Linked DNA regions of Mus musculus: region 1 is linked to region 2. Evidence: chromatin contacts called from public HiChIP or PLAC-seq data. All regions are on one chromosome and are shown on one strand. The core of a region is the stretch at or near the end of the contact, and the rest is flanking DNA. Distances in the headings are between cores, read along the strand shown.

The links. HiChIP or PLAC-seq counts read pairs in DNA pulled down with a chosen protein or histone mark.
Region 1: a contact with region 2 is called in an H3K27ac HiChIP or PLAC-seq map of extraembryonic endoderm stem cells. The contact joins the enhancer-like site here to the promoter of Sorbs3 in region 2. A contact is called at or near these places in 12 of 39 promoter capture datasets (the C10 cell line, the HPC-7 cell line, cranial neural crest and 7 more), 2 of 15 datasets of contacts at CTCF or cohesin (CD8 T cells and large pre-B cells), 16 of 484 Hi-C or Micro-C datasets (the MNK3 cell line, the N1E-115 cell line, Sertoli cells and 10 more), 8 of 115 datasets of contacts at active chromatin or transcription factors (bone marrow-derived dendritic cells, embryonic fibroblasts, embryonic stem cells and 4 more) and 3 of 9 other capture datasets (adipose tissue, liver and pancreatic islet).

The regions. Positions count from the first base shown.
Region 1 is chr14:70,239,937-70,245,852 of GRCm38.p6, forward strand. It overlaps Ppp3cc (protein phosphatase 3, catalytic subunit, gamma isoform), which reads right to left. Exons shown (of 14, transcript NM_008915.3): 7 at 968-1,045; 8 at 793-887. Among named protein-coding and RNA genes, the nearest start is that of Gm33790, 5.8 kb to the right of the region's middle. Within about 2 kb of position 1,700, at least 144 of the 459 cell types and tissues checked have an H3K27ac peak or open chromatin away from gene starts, as enhancers often do. A contact at or near this core is called in the N1E-115 cell line, Sertoli cells, adipose tissue and 10 more, where this site is marked.
Region 2 is chr14:70,205,684-70,211,587 of GRCm38.p6, forward strand. Sorbs3 (sorbin and SH3 domain containing 3) reads right to left here and starts at 1,988. Exons shown (of 21, transcript NM_011366.3): 1 at 1,841-1,988. The coding sequence starts at 1,944. It overlaps Gm26908 (a long non-coding RNA gene), which reads left to right. Exons shown (of 5, transcript XR_874791.3): 2 at 1-1,171; 3 at 1,905-2,329; 4 at 3,096-3,239.

The DNA.
Region 1 (5,916 bases), core at 450-2,949, 34 kb after region 2:
AATTTAGGCCAGCCTGGCCTACAGAGTGAGTTCCAGGACAGCCAGGGCTACACAGAGAAACCCTGTCTCCAAACCAACCAACCACCCACCTAATGGAGAGCCAGGTATGATGGTGGATGTTTAATCCCAGCACTAGGGAGGCCAAAGTAGGGTGGGAGTTTGAAGCTGGTCTGGGTTGTACAGTGAGATCCCATTTTAAAATACTAAACAAATATGCTCCCAAAGAGCCTAATCTCTCAGGAGATGAAGGACAAGCAGCAGCTTACATTCTAAACTTACTGACCTTTTTTTCCCAATAAGATCTCTTCTTCATCTAGGAATGGGAGTGCATACCTGTAACCCTAACACTTGGGAGATGAAGCACGAGGACCCCAAGTTCAAAGCCAGTCTGCATTACATAGCAAAACCTTGTCTCAAAACAGAACAAATCAGAAGAGGAGTTGGGGAGAGAGAGGTAGAGATGTCAGATTCTTGGGGAGCTGGTGCAGAGCAGAGTAAGATACCAGAGAGTGTCGCTAAGGCCTTCCCCATGCTAAACACATGCTTTACTACAAAGCCTCACCCCTTACCCAAGACCTTCTTATCTGACTGAATTTTGTACTTAAAAATAGGTGTCCAGGATATAGCTCAGGGGTAGAGTGCCTGCTTCACAAACACAAGGACCTGGGTTCCATCCACAGAGCCAAAAAATAAAAATAAGCAAATGAACACAATAATAAAATAAAACACAAAATTAAAGTAGAGCTCACAGTTACTAACAATTCACACTAAGATATTGCTGGACTTCTTTACCTTTATTGTTATAGACATCTAGGTAATTAGGGGCAGAGAAAATCGTAATAAGTGACGGAAAGCCAGTTGCTTGGTTCTTCCTATACATTCGGTACCTGAAAAAGGAGATATGAACTCAGGCATTTTTACACTAAAAGTAAAATCTGCAGGAAGGTGAGGTCTAAGTGCAACCTACCCCGCATCCTGGGCTTCATGGGCTCTGATTATTGATAATAAACTGTTGTTCTGTAAAAATTCACAAACTGCAGGGTAACTGAAAAAGAAAATGAGAAAAACCTAAATATGGAATTATAGCAGTTATGTTTTAATAGGAAGAAACAGAACACCCAATCTGAGAGTTGTTTTAAGATTACAGAGACTATGGACTCTGCAATTTTAAAGATTTACTTTATTCTATGAGGCTTTTGCCTACTTGTATGGATATGCACCATCTGAGGGTCTAGTTCCCACAGAGGCCAAAGGAGGGTGGCAGATCCCATGACTCTGGAGTTACAGACAATTACGAACCACCATGAGCGCTGGGAACTGAACCTAGGTGTTAGAGCCATCAGAGTGATAATTTTTTTCTTTACCCTGACTAGCTTCCAAATCAATGAGATGATACTGTAAGTCTTGTTTAATCAAGCTTTACACCACAATAGCTGGTCAATATTAATCTGTTTTAATCCTCTAAAATATTCTGGCTCCCTCCCAGCCCGAACCCCCAAGATCCTTGTATTTTAGCACTGCTCTGGGTCGCTCAGCTCCAGGTGTGTTCTCAAGGTCCCCTCCACCCTCCCTCTCCTCTGAGTGAATCCCACTTCCCATCGCCCTTTCTCCCCTCCCCCGACCCTCCCCCCTGGCTGGCATCGGAAGTCCAGCCCCATTCCCTCCTCTGCCCAATCATTGGCTGATCAGCTTTTATTGACAGACCAGAGAATCAATAAGGAGCATCACATCACAGAGGCAGGAGGAGAGTCTTAAAGTAAGTATTACAATGCCATGTCAGGATTGCAACCAGACGTGGAGGCAGAGAAATCAGCACTTGAAAAATACATGGATAATCTTCAAACACTGCACAATAACATTGTGCCTCCACCCAGGCCTTCTGGAAAAACAGCCAGTGCTCTCAACCACGGAACCATCTCTCCAGCCCTACGACTGAACTTTTATTAAAAGCTCAGAAACCAGCTCCTCCCTCACAACCTCCCTCCTCAGAGCGTCTTAAACCCAGGCCTCTCCGAGAATCCTTGAGAGGACAGGAAGCAGGTCTAATGAGTAACTCCTCCAGCCCAGAGGAAAAACACTCTATGTCTGTCTGTCGAGTATATTATATTCAATTTCGATTAAAAAAAAAAAAAAAAAAGCTCAGAAACCAGTGATTTCTATTTCACACTACTATCAAACTTGAAGAAGACACCTTAGAATAGAAAGTTTCTCCATCTTTTAATTTATTTTACCTTAACACTACTAGTATTAGGATCAAAAATGTTGGTATTTTGATACGAAGATGTATCACAACTCCATGTATGCATGTATGTGTATACAGTAGGTCCTACAAAATTAGTGCATGCTTTTCTTAAATCATCAAACCTTTAGAAAAATTAAAAGAATCTACTTATAACTTTATATGTAATATCAATAGCAAGATAGTACTATGCATGGCTATCTCAGGAGTAGATATAAATATTATAGACCACCATACTCTAATGATATCTGCATATACTCCTAAAATGGTCTTTTTTTTTTTGAACTTCTGTTTGACAACCAGGAAGAACTAGGATATAAAATTACCATCAGAATTTGTAGCTGTTACTTACTTATCTTTTAGAAAGTATTTCTTTCTTGAATTGGGATATAACTAAGCTGGTCTACTGCTTGTGCAGCATACAAATTCCGGGGTCCAACCCCTATACACCATATTTTAGGGATGCTGCGCATGTAACCCCAGTACTTGGGAGGTGAGACAGAAGAAGCAGAAGTTCAAGGCTGTCTTTTCCTACATAGTAAGTTTGAGACCAGCCTGGGATGCACGGGATCCTGTCTGAGAAAAAGGGGGCAATTTTCTTTTTACTATGCTCAGTGGAAAATGTATAATTTTAAGATCACCTATATATGACATTATCACAATTTCGGAACAGGAAGTCCCCCTCTTGACTGGCATAGGAACAATGAATGGTCTGTTAGCCATTCATAGACTGTGAAGCAGTTTTGAGAAGGCCTTAGGAATGAGGTAGGAGGCTGTGGAATTCTGGTAGAGCCCACGGCCAAGGATTCATGCCATGAGACATTGTTCCTAGGTTCCGTATGAGGTTTAAGATTCCTAGGAGCCTCTGGCCATATTTTCATCAACCACTTAAGTGTTTCCGATGTTTTCTTGCATAATGATATTTTATGTAAATATAAGATTGAATCATTAACATTGAACTCATGGCCAGGAACACAACTCACACTTGACAAATCTCTGTAAGTTACACTACAGTCTGCTTTGCTCACGGACACTGGACAGCACTTTGTGTGATACCATTATCAACACTGAAAAAGACTGCTGACAGAAAAGTGCAGAAACAGAAACAAAACTGTGAGGTGGGGGTGGAGAGATGGCTCAGTGATTAAGAGCTGCTCTTGGAGAAGATCTGGGTTTGGTTCTTAGCACCCACATCTGTAATTCCAGTTCTAGGGGTTCTGGCCCCCATGGATACCAGGAAGACATGTGGTACAGAAACATACATGTGAGCAAAACACTCCTACACGTAAAACAAAAGAGAAAAAAAGACTAAAAACAAGAGTCAGCGCATGACTTCTAATGTCAGCTGTAAGCCTGCGCCGTATGGGCTGGCTCAGGTGCATCTGTTGTTCTGCCAAGTGTGTCCACCAATGCTATAAGAGCTCTGTGAGGACGGACTGGGATGCAGGGAACTCAGGTGAGTATGGGGATAGCTGCAAGCCAAGTGTTAGGAGGAGAATTTCTGGGTGGAAGGCCTGTGTTGTAAGAGGTGTTGGCAGGTGACCACAGGAACTGTAACAAATGACATTTGGCCAATAATGCTAAGTCCTTAAGCAACATCATAAGAGGGAAAAGTTAAATTGTTTCAGTAAATAAGTCACTAGAAAGATAGATGGCAGAGTAGAATTCAAAACGATTATTTTAAAAATGTTTAGGGGCAAATTAAGGCTTCTTTTATACATATGTATCATTTAATTACTGTATTATCTTAACCAGTTAGCAAGATTTTTAAAGAACTAAATTTGTCATAATAAAACAGTGGAATTAAAATTAGTTTAGATTTCAATGTCTTTATTTTCTCTACTTTATTTATTTATTTATTTAGGCTTGGCAAACCATACCAAGAGCTCACATGTGAACTTTAGGACAATAACTTCCAGGAAAAGTCCTAGGCTTGGATCAGTGTTCTGGGTTTTGGTTTTGGTTTGTTTTGGTCAATAGCAGAAGTTCCAAAAGCTGGGAGCAAGCCAGTAAGCAGCACCCTCCATGGTCTCTCCATCAGCTGCCTCCAGGTTCCAGCCCTAGTTCAGTTCCTGTCTTGACTTACTCCAATGATGGATTGTGATCTGATAAGCCAAATGAACCCTCCCTGCCCCCCCCCCCCAAAAAACTTGCTTTTTAGTCATAGTGTTTTGTCACAGTAACAGTAACCCTAAGAGCGTAGGCCTGGCTGGCTTGGCACCCACTATGTAGATGAAGCTGGCCTTGGACTCACATTGTGCAGCAGCCTGCCTGTTCTCAAATACTGGGATTATGTACGTACGTACGTACATACATACATACATACATACATACATACATAGAGAGAGAGAAAGAGAGAGAGAAAAAAAAGAGGGGGGGGAGGGAGAGGGAGAGAGAGAGGGAGGGGGAGGAGACATGCTCAGTGCTAAAGAGCACTTCCTGTTCTTGCAGAAGACCCAGGTTTCTTTTGCAGCCCCCACCCCTCCCCGTCCCAGATGGCTCATAATCATCTGTAACTACCAGATCCAAGGGATCCGATGCCTACTTCTGGTCTCCACAAGCACCAGGTACACATGTAGTTTACACACACACAGACAGGCAAAGCACCGACACACATAAAAATAAGAGGCTGGAGAGATGGCTCAGTGGTTAAGAGCACTGACTGCTCTTCCAGAGGTCCTGAGTTCAATTCCCAGCAACCACATGGTGGCTCACAACCATCTGTAATAGGATCCAATGCTCTCTTCTGGTGTGTCTGAAGACAGCTATAAAATATAGAAATAATAAAATAAAGAAATAAAATCTTTTAAAAGTCAGATCGTTAGGAAGTATCTAGATGATATCTAGAAACAAATAATAAATCATTTAGAGCTTATAACAGTGAGATACTGGGAGAGGTTTTAACTGTGTTCACTAATCTGTACTTCTTATGATCTCATGTCTAAGAACATATTAAAGCTTTCCTGCTATTAAGGGATTGAACAAGTGCTTGCCCAGGATGTGTAAGGTCCTGGGTTTGCTCTCCAACACCAAAATGAAAGGAAGAGGAGAAGGAGGTGAGAGAGGGGACAGAGAAAAAAGAGAAATAAGAACACAGAGAATGAGACTAAACAGTAGTCTCTACTTCTTGTTTGAGACCTGAGCCATTAAGAAAACTTTCATAATACCAGGTGTGGTGGCAAGATTAATTTCATAAAACTAGGGCTTGAGAGATGGCGCGGTGGTTAAGAACACTTACCACTCTTATTGAGGACCCAAGTTCAGTTCTTAGCACCCACATGGTGATTCCAGAATTCTAGTTCTAGTGGATATAATACCCTCCTCTAACTTCAGAGGGCGCCAGGCACACACTTAGTACATAGACGGACAGACATGCAGATACAACATTCATAAAGAAAAAAAAATTAATTTAGAAAAGAATAATTCCATTATATGGATCACAGTGGGCTAGAAAGATGCCTCTGTGGTTAAGAGTATGTGCTCTTCTTATAGAAGACCTAAGTTCCCAGCACCCACACTGGGTGGTTCACAACTGCCTATATTTCCAGCTGCAGGGGATCTTATGTCTCTAGTCTCTCTCTTGGACCTGCATTCATGTGTATAGACACATATGTAATTAAAGAAAAACTGAAAAAGTAAAATGGGGCCCAGTTTGTTTCACTGTGTTCTCAGCTTAC
Region 2 (5,904 bases), core at 738-3,237:
GGGACTCTACGCCTTCGCTCCGGTCCACGCCAGGCTATGTCTTGCCTCCTTCCCGCCCCTTTGCATCGCTGAACCTACCTTCCCCCGGCGAGCAGGTGGGGGGGCTTGGGGCTGCCCAGGAGGGCAGGAGCATCCCAGCCCGCTTCTGCCTGGAGCAGCCGCGGCGAGCCCTCGGGGAAAGAGGGCAGGGAAAAGTGCGGGTGGTCACGGCCCTCGTGACTGGTCAGGACGCTGGGCCAGGCTCGGCGCCCAACAAGGAAGAGAGCGGCCGAGGGGGCGCGCTAGGAGGCAGGACCCTGAGATGAATGCGGCAGGAGGAGTTTGGGACTTGGATTTGAACTGTGAGCCGGGGCTATGCTGGAGTAAAGTGGAGATGCCTGCTACTCCCTCACTCACTCCCGCGAGTGCCCTCTGTCCGGCGACGCGCCACGGGAACACTGTGGCCCCTTGCCCAAGGGGCCGGGCTGTCCAGGAGGCGGTGCCGGGAGGGGCCACCGAGGGTCCCCCGGGAGCCCGCTGGGTTTCCCAGATGCCTTCCCCGGCCCCCACCGCAAAGCTGGAGTCAGAAAGGGGCGGGAGGGCTGGCGGGGGCCACTCAGAGTTTCCAGCGACATTTCCAGGGTGTGGGAAGCGAGCTGCTCCACAAGAGCCAGGACACAGGGCAGGAGTGATTAACCGAATGGTCCCTGAGTGCCAGAGCCCGGGTGGGGCCGGAATTAGATACGCAGCCCTCGGCCTTGGAGAGGCAGGAGACAGGCCCGGAGGCAGACAGGCTGGGACCGAGATAAGTCACGGTGGCCCAGGAACAAGGCAACACCCGCTTGGGGAGAGAGAGTTCATGCTTGTTAGACCTAAGCGCACTGACCAGGCGTTTGCAAACACTCGTGTACTGGCAAACGTGAGGATGCTCACACACACGTGCAAAGTTTGGGGGAGGGAATCGACCGGCTCCCTGGACGTGCCACAGCATTGAAGAGGATAAGGGTGGGGCCCTTTGGGCGGGGATGAGGTTAAGAGGGTCTTGGTGTTCCCATTCACCGTATTTGTTTTGATCCTGCTTTTCCGCTGTTCCTACAGTGCTGACTGCTGACGCAGATCTGAAGGACACCGCCCACTGGCTCCCCATTCTCTCTGGCCCTCCCTCCTCCCCTCCTCGTCCAGTCTTCTGCTGGTAGGTGCCAGGGCAAATGTTTACTGACAATGGAAACCCTGGAGTACTCCTAGCCTAGGATTCACTGCGAACCCAAGTCCCCAACAAATCAACCGGTAAAAAAAACGGTTTCTGGTCCACTGCTGAGTATGGTAAATGACACCTACTGCCTTTTAATTGGTGCCTGAGCCACCTGGAGTTAGTGTTTCCCAGGACATCACAGCCCCTAGCACGCTCACCTCTTATTAGCTTCACATTTTCCCAGTTGTGGGGGAAGAACTGTTTGTGGTGCCCGCAAACAAAACCCACCCCCACCTCCCGGGAAACTTAGGTCAAGGACAGCTCAAGAGATGAGCGTGCCAGAGCTCCCATGAGTGGGGAGTCTTCAGGAAGCAGTTTCATAGGCTTCCAGAGATGTAAACCTGCTAACAGGGCTCTGATTCGCATACGTGAGGTGTTTTTAACGGATGTAGGTATTACACAGTACACGGTGTTTGTGGGAGGGGCGGAGGTAGGAAAGCTGAAGGGAGAGAGATGGAGGAGTGGAGGAGCTCTGAGACCCTCTTTGAGGTCAGGCAGCTGTACACAGCCTCTCTGCCACTTGATTATCCACCCATTCCAGGGAAGCAGCCTCCCCCTCCCCCAGGGGATTAAAAGTACTACCCATGTCCCTCTTTAAAGTTTTCCCACCTGTTAGGGTCCTTGGGACTAAGAAGGGCTACATCACTTTCATTGTCTTCTTTGTTGTTCAAAGACGAAGCTGAAGATCTTCCCACTCCAAGAATCCTGGCCATCCCCCTTCACCAGCAGTGAACTTCTTAGGCTCTAAGGCTCTGACCTGGACTCCAAGATAAATATTTAATGTAGAGGGTGCCGCTGAGCTGCCGAAGGTCCCAACTTCCTGTTTCTCACAAGAGAAGGCACAGTGTGGGCAAGGGAGCTGAGGACTGGCTACCAGTCCCATCTCTATGGGGATGGGGAGTCTAGTAAACAGTCTTGGAGGATGTAGGTTGGGAGGAACGGGGAGGGTGGCAATGGAGGGCTGAACTGCTGCAGCTCTGCTTTGTCAGTCAGGCCGGGGCTGGCTCGCCACCTCTCAGGTTGGAGCTCACTGTGTTCACAAGTATTCGGATGGCTTTACAAAACACGGAGGCACGAGGCGCTAGGACCGCAGGGCAGGTAAGTCCAAGGAAACTTAAATAATCTCCTGCCCTCTTTTCTGCCCAGATTTAGGGAGAATTCTTCCTCTTTTAAGAAGATTAGGGAGAAAAATGTAGCAAGAATTCAGAGACTGGACTTAGAGAGCCAGGTGTCTGGTTTCCTGACCCCTCCCCCTAGCTGTAGCTGGCTGCTGCCTGCCTGCCTCACCCTGAGTAGCTTCCAGTGGCACATTAGAGCCAGGTAACATTGTCCCAGATAGTGCAGCCCTGGTCAGTATGCCATGCTCTGTCTCCTGCACACCCTTCTGCTCAAGAGGGACCTCCTTCCCTAGTAGTCGGCTGCCTGCACCCCTCCAGCATGGCCTTGGGTCAAGGACTGCCATGGTTGCCACAGCCACCTGAGCCCATGTAAACACAGTTACGTAACTGCTCTGTTTTTTCTAGCTATCTGATCCCAGTCACCAGGAGCCCCACCCAGCCCCAGGCAGCCAATTCTGTCCTATGCACATTCCCCCACCCCTCAGCCCCATAGTCCTCTTGTCCTCCGCCACCAACTCAAAGTACCATTAGTCAAGTGACTACCAATTAGTCTCAATCACAATTAGTGTCCAGGACAGTCTAGCATTTGGATGAGACACTGACATCTCTGCTGCAGGCCTGACCTTCCTGTTCGGTAGAAAGGCACCGGCTAGTTCCTTCCCTAGGACAAACTTCAGTACATTCTTGAGGTAGGCTTTCATGTCCTTTTTGGTTTGTGCTCTTAGAAGAGTGTTCTCTTTCTACAGATCAGAAGGGAGTAGCCAAGAACACACGGACTCTTCTAGAGTCCGTAACCAACCCAGCAGTGAGGAGCTGAAGCCAAGTCACCATAGATATACTAGCACAGATCTCGACTCTGTTTCATCCCTGGGGCCATCTCCTGATTCCAGGTCTGGCAGTACTGCCAACTAAGCTCTATCAATGGGCCCACCTATGCCAATCACTCATGAGAACAGGGGCAAGCAAGGGAGGGAAGTGAAATGACCCACTTTGGGGCTCCAAGGGCCCTCTTACACACTGGTCTATCTGGAAGTCTGAGGTTTTTTTTTGGGGGGGGGGAGGGGGTTAGTCACTGCAAAGTGAAGGAACTCTAAGGGAAGCAACAACAATAAAAAAACACAGGGCAGGTCAAGGCAGGTCAATGTCAGACCTGGAAGCAAGGACAGGTATGTAAAACCCCACAAGAACAAGAGCCTGGAGATTTCAGGCCTGCTTTGAGCAAATATTTTCATAGCACACATATCATGGGCATCTCATGTTTCCTGGCATCTAAACCCCAAAGGCAGTGAAAAGAATCAGTTCCTGCCCAGTTTATCCAGTCTGTCCTCCAGGAGGCCTGGACACTGACTGACATCACATCCACCATGCGTCCCTTTTCGTGGATAAACAAACAGATGCCATGGCCAGACAGGAATGCCTGAGAAGGACCAACCTAGACAGGCTTCCTTTGGTTCTTACAAAAGGATGGAAGGAGCAAGTAGGTGACAGGTCTCGAGAAAGCAGACTTTGCAGAGTGATGCCCTCAGAGGGAATGGAAGTCAAGTCAGCCACAGACAAGGGCAAAGAACCAGGGCCTGGAAAATTGGGTCGGCCTCAGCCTTCCATCCCAGCTCAGGGAAACTGAGATAAGGGAGTCAGAGAGCTGACTGGCCGGCCAGAGGGTACCATGATAGAGTGCTGCTATCCAAACAAAGGCTAGCCTGTCTTCTGGCCTCCTTGAGTTCTATGATAAACTGTCTGTCTCCACTGTATTAGCAGTAAGACTCAATTTACCTCTAAGTGACCAATGCACTATCAAGAGTAAGCTTTGCAAATAAAATCTTAAGAGTTGTGATCTTTTAAAAAGTGAAGAGGAGGAAGCAGAAGAGGAGGAAGAGGAGGAGGAGGAGGAAGAGGAGGAAGAGGAGGAGGAGGAGGAAGAGGAGGAGGAGGAAGAAGAAGAAGAAGAAGAAGAAGAAGAAGAAGAAGAAGAAGAAGAAGAAGAAGAAGAGGAGGAGGAGGAGGAGGAGGAGGAGGAGGAGGAGGAAGGAGTGAAGCCATCTAATTACCCAGAGCAGACAACAAAGTAGGGATTAGATCTCAATCTAGCAGGGGTCAGTGTGACTCAGTGTCTCATCCTTCTTTCCTAGGCTCTGAAACAGCTTCCCACGACTCTGTAAATAAGGGCAAACATTACCTCATCTCACTGGGGCTTTAGCTAAGGGATAAGGCCACTGTTAACTCAGGATGTCACTGGGGTAACAACATAAAATGCTCACTTGGCTTTTGTGCAGTTAAAAAATCCGGGCTCATTTTTCTGGTCTTAAAATTGCACACTGTGGCTGTATTTGATGTCAATGTTGCTATTTGGATGCAGCAGACCTGGATTTAGCCTTTCCACCTCTGTTGCCATAATCTTTCCAAGTCCCTGTCCAGGGCCTCAGCCTTTCCCTGTCTCCACCCCCAAGCTGTGCAGCCATGCTTATCTGCTCTTGTGAATTCCCAGCCCCCTGGGATCTGTTTGCTTTGCAGAGGACTCCAAGGCTGTTCTGGTACTGCTAAGCTTAGGAGTACAGCTTTTCATCAACTCCCTTTGAGCTTCTGACTTTTCCCAGATCATATGAAAACTTAGTAAATGACTATCGTAAAATGTATTTTTGTGCTTTGTAAAGACTGTTTTCTGGGTTATCATCCTTCTACTCCTTCAAGGAGGGGCCTCTGCTGGAAAGGCCGCAGAGGGTCTAGGGCAGGAGATCGTGGTGGGCATAATTTCAGGAAGAGGTAAGAGGCAAAGGAAACAGGGTTTGCAGGAGGGTGGGTGGGCAGGCGGGCGAGGGTTGGGAAGCAGAAACTCATCAGAGGCCATCTGAGCTTTAACCAAGGCTGAGGGATCCTCTCTTGTGAAGGGACTTACTGGCATTGTCAGAAATCAGACCAGACATCAGAAACTAGGCTTTCCCTCACCGCTGGAATTACTAACTGGGTCAGAGCCTAAAGATCAGTCCCTCTACTAAGAATTCAAGGAAATAAAGACACAGGGAGTCAATGAAGTTATCCTTCACTTATAAGAGCATTTGCTTCTTTTAATCTTAAGAGGACTTCTAGTGTATAGTAAGAAAGTTCTTATAAAACTTATTCACAAAGACTAATGTCTCCTGTTGAGAGGTAACATTTCTAGGATTGTCTTTAACATAGCAGAAAGCAGGAGAACGCAGGTAACCTCTAAGTACGAGCGAATAGGCCATCATTCAAGGGAGCCACCATCTACATCGGCATGTCTGACTGCTTCATCATCTACGAAGTGACACAGAGAGCCAATCCTCTAGGAAGGGTCGGGTGATGGGGAAAAGAGCTCTGGCTTAGGATGCTGGGAGGAATGAACATAAGGGGCTCCTGATGGCATCTTTGCAAAGGCTCCGGGACAGACAAAAACACATTTCCCTTTTCTCTTGTTTTAAACACAGGCTTTCATTATGTAGCCCTGATTAGCCTGCCATTTACTGTGACACCAGGCAACCCTCAAATTTGCAGTGGTTCTTTTGCTTCGTCATGTGCCCAGCCCAGATCACATCTTTA